Regions from separate parts of the Mus musculus genome. Here regions 2 and 3 are each linked to region 1. The links are chromatin contacts, called in public promoter capture Hi-C maps. All regions are on one chromosome and are shown on one strand. The core of a region is the stretch at or near the end of the contact, and the rest is flanking DNA. Distances in the headings are between cores, read along the strand shown.

Region 1 (4,346 bases), core at 1,753-4,252:
AGGGCCTTGCTGCATGTGCTCTCTGCCTCTGGAACACACCTGGAGCTCCCAGCTTCACTTTCACTTTATACAATTTTCACTGTAACAACAGTTTGAGGCAACGCTTTCGTGATGCAGATCTGGACGCTTTGTAAGATGGCTCTGTAGCCAGAGTCATTCTAAGAAAGCCTAGTACGCTATCTATCTGTTGAGCAAGTTATGTTGTCAACTTTTATCTGTAAACTAACGCTGCATTTATACAAGTTAGATATAATTTCTGAAAGGGGGTTGCTAGTTGTTTATTTTCCAAATGAGTGGATTTCAGCCATAATAATGCCAATATGTACAAACTGAAAACTCCAATTTAAAAGTCTAATAGCCTATAGACAGAGTCTATATGTGCAAGGTGATTGCATTCCCAGCTGGCTTCACTGCATGTCCTTAGACAAGTCCTGTATGGTTGGTCAAAGACAAGTTCACTTTATGCCCTTAATCTATATAGTTTATATAGTTATATAGATGATTTTTACCATCTATCCCTGTACCAAGAAAACTATTACAGCCATAATCCACATTTGGCTTTTAAGCTGAATTAAAACTGTGGTTTCTCAGTTGCATGGCCACATTTGAAGGCCTCAAAAGTCAGACTAAGTCCCGAGGCACCACACGGACAGCGCAGAGATAGTGACAAAGCACGATGCTATGTTTGAGAATAAGAAGCTGGAGCAGGGGGGCTAGTGGGTGGTCAGAAAAGGCTGCTGTGAGGGGCTGACATTTAAGCTGATACTCAAAGATGTGACCAGCACGCAGAAATCTGCAAAGAACGTCCCAGGCACAGTCAACAGCAAGAGCAGAGGACTCAGGCACAGGTAAGCGTGGCTGGACCTGCACTCCAGCCTTCAGGAGGCTGGACAAGAGAGGAGGATCGAGGACAGCCTGGGCTCATAGTAAGTCCCAGGCTCCGTCTCAAAACCAATGGGCAGGGAGGCAGCAAAGGAAAGGTCTTAGAACCCATGCAGGGATTGTAGTTTTTAAAAACATTTAGGGTGTGTGTGTGTGTGTGTGTGTGTGTGTAGCACAACACACGTCTGTGTCACAGTATATGTGTAGGGATGAGGGGAGCTAGCAGGAGTCAGTACCCTCCTTCCATCATGTGGGTACTTCAGATTAAACCCAGGTAGTCAGGGTTAGAAGTAAGCTATTACCTGCTGAGCCTTCTCACTGGCCCAGAATGATTGATGTTTAAGTTTAAGTATAATTAAAAAAAAAAAAAAAAACAACAAAAACCCCTCTATGGATTATAAGGAGAATGTGAGAACACACACACACCCCCTGAAGCTTACCAGGACTATTGTTGAAATCTAATTAGAAGAATCTAAGCGTGCCCCTCTTCTCTACATCCCGTTTCTCACCCCACGTCTGTTGTCCCACACAACCTTCCTCACTTTCCCCTTTCCAATTCCCCCAAGGCCCTACACCCACACTTCTGGCCACTGTGCCACTGAAATGGCACTAGGGTCCCAGTGGCTGTCATCGTCCCCAAACCACTGCTATCTGACCTCTGCCACATTTCCCAAACTGCTGACCACCCCTCACCAGGGTCAGATTCTCTCCTTCAGCTTCTGAGACATTTCCATCACCTGGTGCCCCTCTCTCCCATCTCCCCAAGAACCCTTACAAGACTCCCCAACTTCAGTCTCTTCCTAAGGTTCTCGTCAGTAGCGAGTCCACGACACAACAGTTAGCATTCTATAGACTGAAACCACACTTCACCCTTAACTAATTATCACCTTGACTCCAGCTGCCATACCAAGTGTTGGACGTCTCCACAAGCATTTCAGATATGGCCTTCTTTCTCTCTCAACACACGCGCCTGTCAAGCCATCTATCATGTTAGAGCACCCTCACTCACACGTGACATTACCAGTGAATCATAGTGCTACCAGACGGAAACTACCAAACTTAAGTGGTAGGGAGCAGCAATGACTGGTACAAACTATTCATCCCTAGTTCCTCCCATATTTGATATTTTCAAACATTACTTTTCAGACAGACCCTACTAGGAAGCAGAATCTCCCTAGTGCCCTGGGATAGCTTCTAAATAGTGAAAAGGAGAGTGGTTTTTTAAAAATTATTACTGGGTCTACAGAGCAAAGTGATTTTCATATTAAAAATAAAGAAAGCAGAGTAAGATACCCTCTTTCAAAAGGAGAAATAAAGGAGCATATAATAAAATCCTCAGGTAATACGCAGCATTTAGTAAGCAGCTTTGGGATTTATATTCATGAAGTAGGGCTTGTTAACGTTGTTTGATGGTAATAACAGGCGCTGTTTCTCACCTCAATAGACGCCAATTAACTTTTCTCGACCATGTGGCTGTAATTTTAGTTCCTACCCTGGATTCTCCTCACTTCCTAAGAGGTTACTTTTCTTACTTGGCAGTTTACTCACCACCTTAAAAACCCTTCACTTGCCAATCGGCCATTTATTCCGTAAATCTGAATGACAGAAAAGAGATGGAAGAGGGTGGGGATGCTAAGCACCTCTTGAAGGGGCAGAGCAAAGGCTACATACAGTGCCAGAAATGGAGAAGGATGGGAGTTGGAACAAGCACAGGGTGGAGGGCTGACATTAGGCAGGGACTGGGACGGAGGATGCTATCTCTGAGCAGGTGGTGTGCATAGGGAGAAGACGTGGAGCTGGGACTGGGAAGGAGGGGGTGGGGAGCGGTGACAGACAGGCGACAGGACAGGAGACGCAAAAGGCTGAGGCTGAGAGAGACGGGACGCCGAGGGAAGGGAGGCTTGCAGCCGCGTCCCGGTCGCCGGGACACTTACTCGGGTCCCTCTTCAGGGCGCCGGGGGTCTCCTCCCGCAGGTGAGGGAATAGGAAGTCGCGCGCGGACTGCAGGTCCTGGAAGGAGCAGAACTGGACGATGGAGCAGGCCATGGCTGCAGGGACCCCGCCTCGCGGGGCTCGTGGTCCCTAGCCACGCCCGGGCCACTCCACCCGAAGGCTGACAGCACGGAGCCCCGAAAGCTTCAGCTACCCTGGGGGGGCGGGGACGCCAGACCGGAAGCTGTCAGCACTCCTCGCGAGGGGAGGGTGCTACGCATGCGCGGGACGCCCCGAAGCTGCGCGTGCGCGGGCCGAGCGGGAGCCGAGGGAGGGTGCAGCTTCGGACACGTGACTCGCGGTCTTGTGGCGGAGAGTTAGACGTGGAGCCTGGCCGCATTCTTTCTTGGGCGAGCTTGTCCCGTCATTCTGGCCTTCCTCCAAAGGTGATCTAATTGAACTTTGCGGGGGCCATTGAGTCACCCAAACAATCTTGTTGGTGTGCTTCTACGGACACGACCTAGATCGTTCGCAGATCAGGCGGTTTAAGCTGAGTGTGGGCAGGTGCCTGAGAACTTCGTAATTTTGTTTGTGCTTTTGTTTTTTTTTTTTTTAATGTGGAAGGCTATCCTCAGCACCTATACCCCAACTCCCAAAAGAGTCTGCGGCGCCTATGCCTGTAATCCTTCCTACCTCAGTCTGAGGCAGGTGAATTTCTGGCTGTTGAAGCCACTATCCTGGGCTACAATGCAAAAACAGTGTCTCAAGTAACAAAGCGATGGAAAGCAGCTCCTTAAGGGCTCGTATTAAATAAATACTCCTATCTATAAGTTGCCACGGTTCTGTGAAAGCCCGATGTAGTAACAGGACCAGCGCAGTATTGAATGGTGCTCTGTAATCGTCCGTTTGCCTTTTCATCCGTTTGTTCATCTAACCGCCCAACAAGTATTTGTTAGTGTTTTCCGTGCCAGCCACACTCTAGGCACAGAGCTTCGGAACAGAAAGGGACACATTCCTACGGAACTAAAAAGCTAGTGACTAACACAGGCCAAGTGAAGCAATTACTTACTCAGCTAACTAAAACTGAGAGAATGCTAGGCGGGAAAGAACAACAAAACAGCACGGCAGAACAGAGCTGGGGAGACTGACCCTGTACTTTTCCTTTGGGTTTTGGATAAGGAAAGCACCATCCTTATAGACTCCTGGAGGACTGGGGATCCGTTTAACCCCTTAAATACCTGGTCTCTAGCATGGGATCTGGCACCCAGTTGAGTCCTTGATAAATACTTACTGAAGTATATACACATAAATTAAAGACCAACCTGAGTCTTTTACTTGGATTTGAAAGTACATTTCCATATCTTGCCCAGTTAGACTGTCATAAATATCTTCAAGGAGTCTTGTTTCTTTGATTGTTTGAGATAAGGTCTAGCCATGTAGTCCAGGTTAGCCTCAAACCTTCAATTCCCCTCAATGTCCAAGCACTGGGATTATATGTGTGTACTGTACCATGGCTGACTTCAAAAGAATGT
Region 2 (3,792 bases), core at 139-2,638, 5.8 Mb before region 1:
TCCCAAAGGGTAGCAGGCTGACTTTGTCTAAGGCCCAGTAGGACCCTGATGCTTCCGGAGCTCTGCCCTCATCCGGTCCCGGGATGTGCAAGTACACGGTTAGCTTATGCACAGACTTTGGTTACTGGTGGGGTACAGGAGGCAGGCAGGGGCTGCACCTGTCCATTACCTCCTTCAGTCCTCTGCGTGGATGGAGCCGCTCAGCTCAATCAACGCAAAGGCCTGCTTCTGAGGAAGCCTCTTTCTTTGGGCGGACGGAAATGCTTTCTGGCGCTCTCCTTCCAAGATAACCTGAGGCTAAACGCTGCGGAGCGAGCGCAGAGAAAGGCCTGGCAGCTCCAGCAAACCACAGCGTAGAGAACGCCTGCCTTGGGCTCCTCTTACATCTTCACAAGCTTGACCCCGCCCCTCTTCTCGGCAACTCCCCGATTGGTTTTCTGGACTTCCGAAACGCTCAATGATTGGATGGAGGGTCGCACTACGCGATACGAGATGCCCTGGGGGCGGGGACTGCCGGCAAGAGCCAGGCGCGGTGAGCTCTGCTTCACTTAGTCAGCAAGCGGCGCAGGCGAGCGCGCTGAACCGGGTGGGACCTAGGAGCCGGCGAGGAGCACTAAGGGGCGGCGGGGCGGGGAGCCGGGAGGCATGGCGCGGCCCGATGACGAGGTGGGGCCGGCCGTGGCGCCCGGGCACCCGCTGGGGAAGGGATACCTTCCAGTGCCCAAGGGCGCCCCGGACGGGGAGGCGCGCTTGGTACCGCAAAACGGGCCTGAGGCGCTGAACGGAGGCCCCGGGCTCGGCCCGCTGATCGCGGGAGCCCAGGGCGGGCCGCAAGCCCTGATAGCGGCGGAGGAGGAGACCCAGGCCCGGCTGTTGCCCGCGGGCGACGGGGAGGACGTCCCATGCCCCGCGTGTCCCCCGCGCACAGCGCTGTCGCCGAGGCGCTTCGTGGTGCTGCTCATCTTCAGCCTTTACTCGCTGGTGAACGCCTTCCAGTGGATCCAGTACAGCAGCATCAGCAACGTGTTCGAGGACTTCTACGAGGTGTCGCCGCTGCACATCAACTGGCTGTCCATGGTGTACATGGTGGCCTACGTGCCCCTCATCTTCCCGGCCACCTGGCTGCTGGACACGCGAGGCCTGCGGCTCACGGCGCTGCTGGGCTCCGGCCTCAACTGCCTGGGAGCCTGGGTCAAGTGCGGCAGCGTGCAGCGGCACCTCTTCTGGGTCACCATGCTGGGGCAGATCCTGTGCTCCGTGGCCCAGGTCTTCATCCTGGGCTTGCCCTCCCCCGTCGCCTCGGTATGGTTTGGACCCAAGGAGGTGTCGACGGCTTGTGCCACAGCAGTGCTGGGCAATCAGGTAAAGACTGGAACGTCTAGATAACTGGGATCCTTTCAGGCTGGTAGGAAGTCATAGGCCGGGCTGGGGCAACGGTCTGTGGGTAAAGTGCATACTATAGAAGCGTGAAGACTGGGCTCCAGCACCACGAGAAAAGCCTGGCACGGTGGCTCCAGGGTGTATTCCCAGCCAGCACTGACAGGTGAGGAGGACAGCTCCTGAGAAAGGACACCGAGGTTGCCCTCTGGCCTACACACAGGCGCACACACGGGCACGCTTGGAAACTGGCGGTAAAAGAGATCTCAGGTGTTTTTGTCGCCACTGCAGAAGAAAGGTCTTGAGATCTGGAAAGTTTGTTTCCATGTTAAATGTCCTTGGAACAGCCCTGATTTAATTGTATTAGTATTAGTAGTCAGCCCAGCTTGGCACCTACTGGTCACGTATAAGTGAATGTTCAATAAATGCTCCGGTGATAAAGACTTGGCAGTATTACTGAGTCCAGCTATTAGTTCTTAACCGTGAGACAGTGGAAGGCAAATCACTGATCAAGAATGGTTAGTGGGATAAGTCAAGGCTTCCTTAAGAAATGATCTTGTTTTTTTCTACCATCATAAATTCAAATGCCACTAGAATAACAGAAATAATAGTAGGTAAAAGGTTTTTGTATGTGATTTATTTATTTAAAACGGTCTCTTCCACTGTGTAGGGCAGGCTGGTCTGGAAATCACAGTGTCCCCCTGGCTGGCCTCAAACTTGACAATCTTGCTTCAGGCTCCCAAACACCACCATGAGTCACCACAATATTATGTTTGCATTTGTTAATTTTAGGCTTGTTATTGTAACTTAAAATTTTGCTAGAGGGCACTTGTGACACCTGATGTTTTTGTCACCACTGTAAATGTCACATTTTAAAAGATGCTTAGTATTCATTCAGTTGAAGGAAATCTAGTTTAAAAAAAAAATCTATAATCCTTTCTATACATATATTGTTACCTGCCGCCATGTAACTAGAAAATGTTACTTTCTTACTTCAAGTCTCACTTGGGTCAAGATCATGGTTTAAAATACCCCAAGAGACTAAATATGTGTGCCTATTTTATTAGTTACTTTCTTTTTCTAAGTCACTTAATTGCTATGTATCAAAAACAATTTATTACTGATACATTGATTGGTTGTTTCTTTTTTTTTTTTTAAGATTTATTTATTATTATATGTAAGTACACTGTAGCTGTCTTCAGACACACCAGAAGAGGGAGTCAGATCTTGTTACGGATGGTTATGAGCCACCATGTGGTTGCTGGGATTTGAACTCTGGACCTTCGGAAGAGCAGTCGGGTGCTCTTACCCACTGAGCCATCTCACCAGCCCCCGGTTGTTTCTTTATGTTTAGATAGCAGATGTTTTTTAAAAGGTATTTTTTTGGTTCTGAATTGTTTTCGAGGTAAATGCTTCATTAAGCATAACAAAAATATCAACTCCATATTTATGAAGTATTAATTTTATGGATAATAAGTGGAAATATTTACTTATAGGTGGACTTCGCTCTTCTCAGCACATATCTGGAGCTTCCTATATTCACTTGAGGTAGTCTCACTCCTTTCTTGACCTCTATAACTGTACAGTTGTTCAATATCACCAAAACACATTTTCAGCTTCATTTATGGAATGATCATGCATAATAATATTCAGCAGCAGCACGCAGTCACTAAGCTTGTGATTTGTGTGCATGTATCATTTAACTTGGTATTATAAGTTTAGAAACTATTATTTTCTGCATTCAATAAATAGGAAAATTGAGACTTTAAGGAATGAAGTAATTTTCCCAAAGTAATAATAGATCTTGTTCATGTAAGTGTGTCTGGTTCCTGAATGGTGGCTTCTAACTTTCAGGTCTCTAGAAAGAACCTTTGAAAATACAGGCCCTTTAAGCTTGCCAGTGCTTCTCAAAATACTTAATGTGAAGTGTTTACTGTGAGTTACAAATCTTTCTAATGTGACTTCTTTGGTTTCTTAAACAATGCCAGACTTGCAATTGCACAAGGGCCTCTGCAGAAACATTGGTTCCCTTTGCTTACGATACTCTTCCTGTTCAGATTATGTAATTGCATACATACTACCACTAAGCTCTCTTCAGGTTCATTTTTAATGCAGAACAACTTTCTTGATTCCACGTAGAGTTCTCCAGCTCTTCCTTCCTTCCTTCCTTCCTTCCTTCCTTCCTTCCTTCCTTCCTTTCTTTTTTCTTTCTTTCTTTCTTTCTTTCTTTCTTTCTTTCTTTCTTTCTTTCTTTCTCTCTTGATTTATCTATCTATCTATCTATTTATTTATTTATTTATTTATTTATTTATTTATGTTTTTTGAGACAGGGTTTCTCTTTATCGCTCTGGCTGTCGTGGAGCTCACTTTGTAGACCAAGCTATCCTCGAACTCAGAAATCTGCCTGCCTCTGCC
Region 3 (4,161 bases), core at 1,641-4,140, 8.0 Mb before region 1:
GGAAGAAACACTGTCCACTATTCACCCCATTTCTATGCACCTCTCGAGTCTGGAAGACACTAGATTGAGCACTCCTGCTATGGAAACCTGACATGTTCTAGATCCAGAGCACACCATGCACAAAGAAGCACAATGCTCAAAAGAATCAAATGATTTCAGGACATTTGGTATTCAGATGTCTTTTTATTACGTCTGCTCAACTGGTAAACAAATACTAATACTACTACTACAAATACTAATACAAATACTAAACAAATACTAATGGGAAAAAAAAAGACAAAATTTGAATGAGTCCTAATCCCAAGCATTTCAGAAAAAGGATATTCAGCCTGTATTGGTTCAAGCATGAAAGAGTACTTTTTTGATTTATTGTAAACATAATGACAAGGGCAGAGGAGGACTGCAAAAGTATTGAGGCGTGTACAAAGAGTGTTATTCTGCTGAGTTAATTTCCACCTCATTCAGATCAGCATTTAAATATCTGTCCCCTGTCAGATATGAGTCTCTAGGCCACTAGTAAACTGGTTTTATCTAGTGGAAATGACAAAAAGTGAGGGAGACACTGAAGAGAAAAAAAAAAAAAAAGCCCCTTCTGCCACCAGTGTGAGGTCTTCTACTGGGTTAAAATGCCAAAGGACTATTCTTGCCCATACTTTCTCCAGCTAATTCATAGCTGCTCTCTCCTGTCTCCACCTCCTTCCATACAGCTGCAGTGTGGTCAATGGCTCCCAGTGCTGATGGTGGTGATTGCTACAGCACTGGCAGTGTTCCTGGCAAACAAAGGCAACCTGGTCATCTGAAGAACTTCTGGCATCTATCTGAAGTAAAACTCAGATGCAAACAACTCCATGAAAACCTTGAGTTCTGGTACTTTATAACTTGGGTTTCCCTCCAAATGAATCCGGACTCTTAGTTTTATTTTTTTTTCACCAGGTTGTAAATAAACTTTATCTCACAAGACTACTCTTTAGAACTGTGTATTCCTGAGAAATAAGCCACAAGTGTAACCCTTAAGCATCATTGTCTCGCACCCTACTTCAGTTAGAGTTCCATACATAGATTACCTAGTCATTCTCCTTCCCTCTAAGGCACTATCCACCAGGGAAGGCCACCATCCCAGGGTACACTCATGTCTCCACAATGCTCCTTTTCCATCTCTCATTCAATGAAAAATAAACAGACACCTCGGCTAAGGACCTAGGAACTCCTAATATAAAGACTGAAATCATACTACTGCTGCCAACGACTCTCCCCATTCACACGTGTTCAATTGACTGCACAACATTCATCGTAATTGACATTCATTGATACCTTCTCAACGGACAGAGTTAACTCAGAGGGCCACAGCAGGAAGTGTGACCACCTCAGAGGAGATGCTGAGGTCAGCAAAGGCATTCTGAGCCCTAAATCGGGTTCTGAGTTCCTTCTCCCAGGCACTTAGAAAGTTTTTCAGGGCTGGGAACAAACTCTCTGGAACACTAAAGGAGTACAGCAGAATTGATGGTTGACCAGGCAGCCACGAAATCCGGGCAGTAAACACCCGCAGGGGAGTCATGGTTAAGCAGTTGTCATCTTCACGGTTCAGGTCAAATGTGTAAGAGACTGGATATCCCAGGAGTATCCCAAATACAGTGCAGAGATTCCAGTCTGAGGAATGTAGCCTGGTGTAGGAGACTCCCTGAGACACATCTTTCTTAAGTCCTCGAAAACGTGTGATGACGTCAGCTATGAGAGATTTCAAGTCCGGGAGCTGGTCCACCGACCGGACAGAAGGATGAGGTTGGGAGCGGGAAACGTCCACGAAAGCTACAGTACCAAGCAGTGTCTGTTCCAAATGCTGACAGGCATACTCAGGACTGACAATAAAGTTATTCTCTCCAATCTCAAGAATGTGAAGTCCTGGCTCCAGGAAGCCCAGCCCCTGTAGTTCCTCCAGATAACTTTGGAGCGCCAATACTCCTGCAGAGTTGCAATCATAGAGTACAGCTGGCTTCAGCCCGCGGGCCACAGCCAGCACCTCTCCTGCCAGGTGAAGGCAGGTAGCTCGAGGTGGGCATTTTCTCTTGCCCATGCCCAGAGTCTGCTGAGCAGCTGCCACCAGCAGCTGAGGGCTTGGTGTTGACATAAGATCTGGAAGTTACATGACATATGGCCTCCTTAGCTAGCCACAGTTCCTTTCCCTGGGCCACACACAGTTCAGCTCCCAGCACTTGAGAAAGATCCTAGAAACAATATGGTAGGGGGAAATCGTTAATACTGTCAAGATGGGGTCACCAATGCTGCACCCCATTTCTCTGGCAGACTTAAGTTTACGAAATCGTCCTTCTAGTCACATTTACATTGTCTCTGGCTTCGATTCTAACTTTTACCTGGTGCAATTTATGCTCTGGGATTCAAACCTTACAGCAAAAGTTACCACTTCTCCCAAAACTGTCCAACTGGGACAGAACTCTGGGCTCTAAACTTCAGCGCCTGTAAGCTCTCCATTGCCAGCTCCTCAGACAGATCTCCACAGAGCGCTCACAGCAGCCTGATCAAACCAGCATAAGCTACAACGCGGAGTAATCACCGCCTCACCCTGCGACACTCAGGTAAGAGAAGCCGCTAGAACTGGGGCACGAGCCAGTTTAACACTTGCTGGACCCTCTTCCCTTCTAGGAAGGCACGCTCCCACCGCCACACCTACCCACACGTGCCTACGCGGTGGTAGACTAGTTACAAAAGGAAGCGCTCTGCCTCAAGACACTCGGCTAGCATTTCCGCCGCAGGTTCGGGGGCGCAGGAAGCCCTTCCGCCTGCCCGCCAGCGGCGTAGTGCCCTCCCACGCCCCACACTCGGTACTGTGAAAACCCGACAGTGTGTGCAGAAGCCCAGGGAAAGACAGCCTGACGTGCATGCGCACTGGCTTACTCCGCCTTTCCGTGACGTCATTTGAAAAGCAAACGCAAGCCAGAACCTTTGAAGAGGCTGCGGACGGAGTGGGAGGTAAAGCCACCTTAGACCCGCCCCTTCCGGTAGAGCCCCTGCGGGCGGGCCTTGCGAGGCGGAAGTGGAAGTGGGGGAGAAGCCGCTGGGACCGCCAGTTGTCAGTCCGCGGAATAAGGGACACCTCTCCTGTGGGCAATGCTGTAAAGCTTTATTTTGTATTATTATTTTTTTAATGTACCTAAATTCTGAACTTGACAGGTATGCCAAGGCCATGCATATTCACTCCTTTTTTAAAAATCGCCTTATTGTGTGGGCGTGCACAATGGCGCCCTGTCAGCTCTCGCTTCCACCTTGTAAGAGGGTCCGAGGTACTGAACTCAGGAAGCCAGCCTGCTGAGCAAGTGCCATTAACTGCTGAGCCAGTACTGTTGTACTATGTGTTGCAGGGGCTGGCCCGGAACGGGACTTCTCGTTCTCTGGTTTATGCCGCGTTGGGGATTGAGCTCTGGAATTCACGCGTGCCAAACACTACTAACTGTATGTCTGCAGCCTGAGTATTCACTCTCAGTGTGCCGAGGTACTGCATTGTACCTTCTTCATGGAGCTCAAAGCCCGAGAGTCCAGTTTGCTGATCATCTTATTTTAAAAGATTGATTTTTATTTCCATTCATAAGTTTGTGCAGGTGCCCAGGAAGCCAGAAAAGGGAGTAGGGTCACCTGGAGCTGAATAAGTTAAAAATATTGTGAGCTGCCTAACACGGGCTTTGGGAACGGAATTCAAATCTTTGGGAGAAAAAGCAGGTCTCATCTCTACAGCCACACTGTTGTGGTGGGGATTTGTTTGTTGAGACAATGTCTTGCTATGTATTCCTCAAACATGACAATCCTCCTGCCTCAGCCTCGGAAGTTCTGAGGTTAGAGTCTACCCTAATTGAATGATACCTCAAGGAGTTATCTATACCTCAAGGAGGATGGGCAAAACTAAGGAGGGGAACACCATCTAGGAAGCCAAAGGTGAGTTAACATCCTTACTGGCCGCTTCAAGGCCACCCATGCCCCTGACCATAACCTCTGACCCACTGCTTTGTAAGTAAACCTAATGGACTCCTTGGTACCCCAGATTGAACTTCGGTGGAACTGTACCCTCATCTGCCATTAGGACCTTAGAAAGTGCCTTGTTCCTTTCTCCAGAGAAGTCTTACAGCAGATAGGAAGGTCAAATGTTGACATAAG

What was found. Promoter capture Hi-C pulls out the DNA fragments that hold promoters and counts their contacts.
Region 2: a promoter capture Hi-C map of pre-B cells shows a contact between it and region 1. The contact joins the promoter of A230020J21Rik here to the promoter of Rab3gap2 in region 1. A contact is called at or near these places in 1 of 39 promoter capture datasets (pre-B cells) and 1 of 484 Hi-C or Micro-C datasets (CD4 T cells).
Region 3: a promoter capture Hi-C map of pre-B cells shows a contact between it and region 1, with 3 times the contacts expected there. The contact joins the promoter of A130010J15Rik here to the promoter of Rab3gap2 in region 1. A contact is called at or near these places in 1 of 39 promoter capture datasets (pre-B cells) and 1 of 484 Hi-C or Micro-C datasets (B cells).

What each region holds. Positions count from the first base shown.
Region 1 is chr1:185,202,824-185,207,169 of GRCm38.p6, reverse strand. It overlaps Rab3gap2 (RAB3 GTPase activating protein subunit 2), which reads right to left and starts at 3,002. Exons shown (of 35, transcript NM_001163754.1): 1 at 2,817-3,002. The coding sequence starts at 2,928.
Region 2 is chr1:191,022,947-191,026,738 of GRCm38.p6, reverse strand. It overlaps A230020J21Rik (RIKEN cDNA A230020J21 gene), which reads right to left and starts at 1,388. Exons shown (of 2, transcript NR_027298.1): 1 at 170-1,388. It overlaps Flvcr1 (feline leukemia virus subgroup C cellular receptor 1), which reads left to right and starts at 549. Exons shown (of 10, transcript NM_001081259.1): 1 at 549-1,362. The coding sequence starts at 646.
Region 3 is chr1:193,172,306-193,176,466 of GRCm38.p6, reverse strand. A130010J15Rik (RIKEN cDNA A130010J15 gene) reads right to left here and starts at 2,890. Exons shown (of 2, transcript NM_181048.3): 1 at 2,687-2,890; 2 at 1-2,222. The coding sequence starts at 2,125. The coding sequence ends at 1,334. Traf3ip3 (TRAF3 interacting protein 3) reads left to right here. Exons shown (of 16, transcript NM_153137.4): 16 at 708-963. The coding sequence ends at 800.